2 separate regions of the Mus musculus genome follow, and region 2 is linked to region 1. The links are chromatin contacts, called in public HiChIP or PLAC-seq maps. All regions are on one chromosome and are shown on one strand. The core of a region is the stretch at or near the end of the contact, and the rest is flanking DNA. Distances in the headings are between cores, read along the strand shown. Region 1 has its middle 5.5 kb from the start of Gm42196. Region 2 overlaps Tnik (TRAF2 and NCK interacting kinase).

Region 1 (4,327 bases), core at 462-2,961:
GAACCGGCATTATTTGAGATGCCTGGAGCAAAGAGGCTCAGAGATTTATTTCCTGAACACAAAACATTATGGTGTAACTTTGTAATCACAGCTATCGTCAGGATCAAATCCTATCTCTGCCTGTTGTACTACTGACTAATTCCTCGAAGTCTCCAATCATTGCAGGTTATATTTATTATTCCTCACATATTATTTTATATTAATATCTGGATAATAATTACCACTGCATAGGGTTGTGAGGAACAGTCGTGGAAACCCATAGAAAGTACTTGGTTGTATGCCAAGATGCACATAAAATGAAATATGGAAATGTATATGATATTTATAAGAACTTTTTAATTGATAGAAGGTAAGGAAGGATTGATAATGCCAACATCTGCTGAGCTGAAGGTAAGAGGACCAAAGTTCAAAGTCAACCATCAGTTCTCCGAGTGAATTCAAGACAGCCTGGACCATGTGAGACTTAGACTAAACAAACAAATAAAACTCACGGAGATGTCACTCTTCCTATTTTCTGTTTGGTTTTGTTTAGCTTTTGTGACATTTTTTTCTTCTTGCCATCTTACCCTGTTTAGGTTGCTGTGACAGTGTACTGTACAGGGTTGACGATGCGGGCTGAGCAGTGGAGTGTCGGGCTAGCGCTGGCTTTCACCAGCAGCTCTGCAGAGAGGTGGCACGTCCCTGTGAGACTAGCAGTATGAGAACCAGTTCAAGGTCACTCTCAGTGACAAACATAATCATCTGTCCAAAAGAAAGAAAGAAAGAAAGAAAGAAAGAAAGAAAGAAAGAAAGAAAGAAAGAAAGAAAGAAAAGACAAAAAAGCATACCAGGGTCTACTGAGCCCCATGGAGCACTGTGTAGCCATACATGGTGAGTTTGGCTCCTTCCCTACACTAACCCTTCCGTGAGAGTGAAGTGGTCACCTCAGTCACCATCTGGTTTGTCAGCCCCTTGGGGACAACGAAGACCCCCAGGGGTGGTCATGACTTTGGATTAATCATTTTCTCTCCATAGCTCGTTACAAACATCAGCACGTTCAGTCTCAAAGAACATAGTAAGATTCGCTTTCCTGGCAACTTCCTGCTAGCTGGGACAGTGTCCGGAAGAGGGAAAGGAACAGATACCTGAACCCAGAGGGAGGAGGAGTCAGGGGGAGGATAGAAAGCTTCCTGTTTGGACTTTTGTGCCTATTTCCAACCTATTAGCATCGTTGTCTGTGGACCTTGAGGCTTTGGGTCTGGTCCTGAGGTTTTTACCAGTGCAACTGTCTGGGGCTTGTCCCCAGCAAAGAAGGCAGCAAGGAAGCATTTCTCTTTAACCAGATAAGTCTGGTGTCGCACCATCCACGAGGGACGCGGAAGGCAGGTACTCCTATAGGGAGGACCATCTCAGGTTGAGCCTGTGTCTTGGGAACTTGAATTCCCCACCCTGCAAAACGAGCTTGGAAATCAGATACCCCTTCCCCTCAGTTTGCTGCAGGGGGGATGGTGGAGGGAGCCTTGAAGAGAATGGGATGAGGTTTTCCTGCTGTGGGCTCCCCAAGTCAGACGTTGTCACGGGTTAGCAGAAAGAGCAGCGTTCCATTCATCCGAAGACAAGGGAAGTGGCTGTGTAAACCAGATATTGTTTCTTGTGGCAGGCACTGTCCTATGCATGGTAGGTATTTGGCAATAGCTCTCTTTTCTGCTTATTACACTTCCTCTTCCGGTGATTGCATAATCCAAAAATGTCTAGACGTTGCCAACAGCCCCCAGGGGGCGATAATCACGTGGCCTGAGACCTGCTGCTCTCTGGTGCGGTTCTCTGCTGGAATCACTCAAAGAACACTTGGTCCGTTCCCTGCTTCTAGAAAACACTAAAACTCCCCGTGAAAAGGTAATTTAGAGGAAGTAGAACACAGTCTCAAAACAGTAGGCACAGAAAGGCAGGTGGAAGCCGATGAAATAAAACCTTTTTTTTTCCAGGTAAGGAAAAGGAGACAGGAAGCTTGTGATATGCCTCAGGCCCAAAGATGAGTCAGAGGGAAATCAGGGAGGGTAAGAGGAGTATAGGGTCTGACCTTCAGTCAAAGAAAAACAGCTCCATCCTTCCCCCTTCCCTCCCCTCCTTCAGTTGGGATCTACGTGGGAACAAATGTCGGTTGTTTTAGAAGCTGGTGGAACGTTCAGAAATGTTTCCTTTAAATGAAGGGCAAAAGGCGGGGTCAGGGGGAGCGGAGAAAAGCTAGAATTGCTGACTTAAGAAATGTAGTTTACCTGGTCCACTGCTGCCACTGCCTCAGACCCTCCCGCTTGCCTGGCTGGCTGGCTGCATGGCTTCTCCTATTGGACAGACGAGGAGCTGGAGCTTCAGTCAGAAGGCTAGCAGTGAGGCTGGGGTCAGGCCTAGGGATTGTCCCCAGGAGCAGCTCCTCCTCTGGCCTTGCCCTGCCTCTGGACCATCCACAAAGCCAGACTCGGTCATATCATCCCCCTCTCTTCTCCCGTTTTTGAAACAGGATCTCCAGGAATTAGGCTGACCTGGAACTTGCTAAATAGATGAAGATGGACTTCCGATCCTCCTGCCTCCTGCTGGGATTCCAGGCCTTTGGCATCAAGTCCAGGCTATGGAGTGCTAGGACTCATCCACTAGGGGCTTTGTACACTAGGCAGGCACCCTACCAATGGAACTGCATCCCAGGTCCTCAGGGTGTTCTGTTCTCTAAGGGATCCCTTTTGTTTACCTCAAGGATAGTTAAAAGTCCTTGTCTGTAACAGCGGCACCCAGAGGTATCCCTCTCGGGGGTTTCCCTGGTCCCCTGCATTCTGATGGTGCAGAAAAAACTAACAGGAGATTGTTGCTTGACAATAAGTATCTCTCATTGGCTGTCTCAGGCCTCAGCACCTCCCTCTGGGCCTATCCCAGCAGGTGGGCTGGGGTGCAGGTGGGGCTCTCCATTCTGATCTTCTGGAAGAATGGCTTCCCCAAACCTCCTTGATAGGACACTTTTCTCCCTCCCTCTCTCCCTCTCTCCTTTCCTCCCTCCCTCCTTCATTCCTCCCTCCCTCTTCCCTCCTTCCCTCTCCTCTTCCTTCCTCCCTCTCTCATTCCTCTCTTCCTCCCTCCCTATCTTCCTCCTTCATTTCTTTCTTTCTTCCCTTCCTTCCTCCCTTCTCTCCCTTCTTTCCCTTCTTCCTTCCTTCATCCTTCCTTCATCCCATTTCTGTGTTCACAGTATGTGTGATGTGTCAGAGGGAGCCATTTTTCCAGACTCCTGATTTCTTTCTCACAAGCCCTAAATCACTTTTGGGCCTTTTGTTCTTTAAGACAGGGCCTTATGTAGCCCAGATTAGCCTCAGACTCACTGTGTAGCCAAAATGACCTTGAACTCTGATCCTCCTTCAGAAGGCTAGGATTATAGGCATGGACCACATGGCCACCTTTAAAAGAAAAAAATTAGTTTCGATATATTTGTTATGTTGAAAGAAAACTTATGTAATACATTTTAAAATTTTTTAACAAAGGAAAGATTTGCGGAAATAGCTGTTTTTCTCATTTCTCTGTGCTGAAATATTTTGTGCGTTCTTTGAGTATATAGGACTAATGTCTTGTGACACATGTGTCCCTAGAATGACCCAAAACAACAACAAATGACAATCTGTTTATTCTGAGCCCTATACTCTAGAACAGAAGCCATACCTTTTTATACAGGGAAAACTGTAGCCCAGAAAAATGAAGTGGGCTACTCAAGGTCACAGAACTAAAAAGGCAAAGCATTAAGCCATAACGGAGTAGGAGTATTTCAGTCTGAGGAGAACGATTTATGCTTTACATAAAATCCTGGTACCTATAGGCAGCTTGGGGAGAGCTAATGTTGGAATAGCCTGTGGTGAGATTCAGACCTGGGACAAATAACTGAGGTGCATAGTTTACATACCAAAGTGAACTTGGCCGCCAGGTTCTCTGGGCATCCCTCAGGCCCTACCTGTTACAGGGCATACATACTCTGCTCTCTGCCCTGAACTTTCCAGCTGAGGAGCTGGCTTACCCTCCCTCCCCCAGGAGCAAACATAAGTCCTTGAGTATGGATTTTAAGTGTGTGCTCCCAACCCTGCCCCACCCTCTCCTTTTCAATATAATACAGACATTTCGGTATCTCTTCTTGTTCTTGTTCTTCTTGCTCTTCAGCACTAAAGGCCAGACCAAGTGGACATCAGAGTCCCTTCCTTCCTCCTTGCCATGGGCCTAAGTTTGGTTCTAAGCACCCATGTTGAATGGCTCACAACCACCTGTAACTCTAGCTCCCATATGCATGCACGCACATGGAACCCACACACATAGAAACAAA
Region 2 (4,327 bases), core at 1,031-3,530, 130 kb before region 1:
TTAAAATTGGCTTATATATATTAAAACACATTAATTTTATTGTTTTCTCAAAAACACACAAATTAATCATATATCTGATTAATGCATACTGATAATAAAAATCATAACATTAGTTCACATCGATACAAGTGCCAACTATGTAGTTTCTCTTTAGCTACTTTTAAGAAGAAGTAAACATACCTATACTATCTACAAACTACAGCAAATACCAATTCAAAAACTGTTATTACCTATACCACGCACTATTTACTCTTTAACAGTCCATTGACAATTATTTCCAGATTTAAAAGAAAAATTTGTGAACTTTCTCAAGTTCCCCCTGGCTATCCCAGCACTATCAAGTATTTGCTCTTGTTGGACAGGACCACAGCCTTCTGAAGCCCAGCCGCAGGTACAGGAAGCTGAGCTAGGAGAGGTGAAGGTCACTGAAGGCCAATCAATGCACAGTAGACTCCTGATAGTGGCAATGTTTTACCTGGAAGACTCATTCATTAAGGAATGAAGACAATTAATTAGCAAACTATCAAACAAATGTAAAGTCCATGCGAGGTCTTCAAAGGTGAGCAGAAGTGACCATAGCCACTCCTAGATCACAGACAAGAGAGATGGATACAGTATATAGAGCCAGGAGCAGGGCTAAATGGTCTCAAAGACACCAGCCATTGCTGAAGCCTTTTTATTGGTGGCATCATTATTATAAAGAGTCCCAAACTCACCAAGGGTCCTGCTGGTGATTGGGGGTTTAGCTCAGTACTTGGTTTCCTTCGCAATCCAGTGGAGTGCAGCACACACCATACAAGACAACTGTTAGATTGAAATACAATATCACCCAAGACACCCGTTGGGTGTTAAAGAGGAGTGAGAAGCCCATCACTGGGTGTGTCTGTACATGACAAATATACCGGACATTTCAGAGAGCGAGAAGGACTTGGCAAGCTCTTACCACAAAGAAGCAAGAAGCATTGAACGAACAAAGGTTTAACCTGATTGAAACAATACATATGTCTGCATGTATTAGCACTATATAGAACCCCGTTGAGTTTTCTGCCCATTAGTTTAAAAGTAAACATGGGCGACTAGAGAGATCGCTCGGTGGTTAATAGCATGGCATGTACTCCTCTGTAGAGGACCAGCATGAGATTCACAGTGCTAACAGGCTCACGACTGCCTGAAACTTGAGTTTCAGGAGTATCCAACAACTTATCCCCCACAGGCAACTGCCTTTCTGTGCACATATTCCTACAGACAGACAAATAAACATGATTTTTAAAAATAATAAAACTGGGAGTATAAAAACGTCTAATCATAATTTAAGTTAAAATTTCAATTTAAGGTGTGGTATTATTGTTACCATTGTGTAAAAGCATATGCCTTATAGAACTTGCCTAACAAGCAGGGTCTCAGGACACCCTAAGACCAGTCTCCTTGGCTACCATATCTATGTTCCCTCCCACCAATTAAATTCTAAGGCATGTCCTAGCCACTAAAAGTAAACTAATGAACAAAACAAGCAGAACATTCTTATCCTCCCAGAGTTTATACCAACCAGTATTTTACTGATAGAACACTCAAAGCTCAATACACAGTGTTGAAGGCGCCATGTCCAGTGGAGCTACAATTTACAAAAAGTGTCCCTGGGAGGCCTTCTATAACAGATAATAAAGACTCTACAGAAGTGAGAAACCAAAGTTGCATTCTGGGAAAGACTGGGGCAGAAGCATCCTGGAGGTCCAAGGAATAGGGGCAGAGTGGGCTGCCAAGTGAGGGGAATGGGTTGGATCTGACCTGGCAAGGCTTTAGTGATCATTGATAAGGAAGTCAGCACCGGGGTCCTGTGAGATGGCTCAGTGGGCAATAGTACATTTACTGAGTGAAAAGGAATCCCTGGTAGATTCTGTGCGACTGTATCAATTGCATGATCTAACTTAAGCTTCTTAGGATCACTGCAGACACGGTTGGGAATACAGTGGGCATCAAGGAAGGAGGAGAAGGGTCTGCTGCCCATCATTCTGGACAGAAAAGTCCAGTGGCTGGTTGATAACACTAGAAGCCTTGGATCCCGAGTTGTGCTTTCAAAGGAGTATGGCACCAACAGGATTTTGTGATGGATCCAACGATCAGAGAACAAAATAAACGGAGCCAAAAATAGCTCCCAAAGATTTGGCCTTGAGGAACTACAAAGAGAAGTCCTTCATTGGAATAAGCAAGACAGCAGGGGGAGGTCTTATCTTGCCTGTCACAGCTTCCTGTCCCTATCAGTCAGCACCAAAGGTTCTGCCCGCTCAGAATAAAAATGAGTCCATGATAGAAATTCCCTTAATCACTCCTAGAGCCAGACACTGCCCCTTCCTGTACAACGGCTGGGTGACCACTGCCTTTACTTCCTTAAGAACTATGCCTGCACTCTCCTTCTTCCCAGCAACACTCCTGCGGGGCAAATGGAGCATTCTAGCCACCCCCACAGTGTCCACTCCTCTATGCTGTATATGGCTCAGCTCATGGAACAATTTCCTTCCTCAAATCCTCCTCGTGATAAGATCTAATGTCAGTTTACTGTGACTTTTCCTTCCACATTTTGTCTTTATTTTCTTTGTTTCTCCCTTTTCATTCTCTTCTCTTAGGCAGTACATCCTTTGAACTCCCCTCTCTGCTCTAGGCTACATGGCCAGGACTCTACAGTCAGGTTCTCTACCAACTTCTGAAACAGCAACTCCAGCAGTTGGTTCAGTGAACAAATTAGTGGGACAATCAGTCTGTCAACCACTGTGCTTTGGCATTTTTTATGTCACCTGGGACCTGAATTCCAGTTCTACAGCCACAACCACAAGCCAAGCATCTGTGGCCTTCCTGGCAAATGCCCCTAACCAAAGCTATTAGCCCTGTCTTCATGGTTCCCCACCACCACCACCACCACCACCACCACCACCACCACACACACACACACACACACACACACACACACACACACACAGCAAACTGCTTTATTCAAATGACCCTCACAGAAGAGAAGTATGATAGCTATGCATGAAGACCAGTCAGGAGGTTCCTCAACAATAATAATAATAAAAATAATATAAAAATAGAACTACCATATGATCCCATAATACCCAACTTGAGAATGCATGTGCTCTTCAGAAGCCCAATGGCTACCAGCCTGTCCAGCCTTAAAAGCACGCTCTCCTTTCTAGGGTCTTGCTGTTCCTCCATCAAGCCTTTTGCGGCCACCGCTCCATACCCTGCCACATAGTTCCCTCTGGTTATTGACTCTGCCAGGTCTCCTTTATTCTCCTGTGCCATCCACAGATCGCAAAATCCAGCTTAGAGCCCTGCCTTTCCCAGGAAGCTGTACACACACTCATCCCAAGCAAGGGGTGTACAGCTCTCCTCCTCTGCACAGCCCAGAACTCACTGTCCTTAGCATCCTTGAGTGACCTACAACAATGATTCTAAAACCATGGTCTTGAGACCAGAACATCAGCAATATTTTGTTTAAAATGCAAGTTCCTGACCCCCCACGCTAGACCTACTGACTTGGGATCAGCAATCTGATTTGAGAAGCTCTGGATGAGACTAAGTCACACTTACATTTGAGGAGCACTAAGTTAGAAACCACTGTCTTGCAAGCTTTCTCTTTCCAAACACACAATACAATACACACGATGCCAACTATGGTATCTATGACATAGCTGTTCTTCAGAAAACAAGTTGTACAAATATTACTTCACAATTTCATCACAATAAATACCAAGTGAATTTTACTTCCAAGCATTCATTTTTAAAAAGCAAAGCAAAAAGTACCCGTTTTTACCAGAAGTCAACAAAAATAAGTTAACATTGTTTTTATCAAAAGGTCATTTAAATATTAAGTAAATAACAAAGTATCTAAATGAATAATAAATAATTTACTACTATTTAAACTAGGGGAGACTCTTGTATTTCTTTTCTATTTCAACTTTAGAAAAATAGTTGTGAAGTTTTTGGGCAGTGTTTCAATGATAAACACAAAAGAGTGTGCCTGAGGAACAATGTCTCTGAGGAGCAGACCAGACCTTAAGTTCAAATGGAAAAGAAGAACCAAGCTAGACTGCACTTAACACCGTGCCTCCAGGGACTCTGGCAACTACCAATCGCAAACTTACTTAGAAGGCATATGTACTTTTTGACACCGTTTTGGTGTTTACAGTACCTGCTATTTTCACATATTGACTTTTAAAATCATATTACTGGTGTGTGTCATTATCTGTAAGCACAGTGTCATCGTGTGTAACCACCACGGCTTAATTCTGCCTCCAAGAGAATGTTGGTTGTCGCTGTCTTTCTTTACATG

The links. HiChIP or PLAC-seq counts read pairs in DNA pulled down with a chosen protein or histone mark.
Region 2: an H3K27ac HiChIP or PLAC-seq map of the HPC-7 cell line shows a contact between it and region 1, with 7 times the contacts expected there. The contact joins two enhancer-like sites. A contact is called at or near these places in 1 of 15 datasets of contacts at CTCF or cohesin (the NIH/3T3 cell line), 2 of 484 Hi-C or Micro-C datasets (the HL-1 cell line and nephron progenitors) and 2 of 115 datasets of contacts at active chromatin or transcription factors (the HPC-7 cell line and memory CD8 T cells).

What each region holds. Positions count from the first base shown.
Region 1 is chr3:28,168,820-28,173,146 of GRCm38.p6, reverse strand. No RefSeq gene overlaps it. Among named protein-coding and RNA genes, the nearest start is that of Gm42196, 5.5 kb to the left of the region's middle. Within about 2 kb of position 1,711, at least 82 of the 459 cell types and tissues checked have an H3K27ac peak or open chromatin away from gene starts, as enhancers often do. A contact at or near this core is called in the HPC-7 cell line, where this site is marked.
Region 2 is chr3:28,299,579-28,303,905 of GRCm38.p6, reverse strand. The region is part of intron 1 of Tnik (TRAF2 and NCK interacting kinase); the gene reads right to left. Among named protein-coding and RNA genes, the nearest start is that of Tnik, 39 kb to the right of the region's middle. Within about 2 kb of position 2,280, at least 26 of the 459 cell types and tissues checked have an H3K27ac peak or open chromatin away from gene starts, as enhancers often do. A contact at or near this core is called in the HPC-7 cell line, where this site is marked.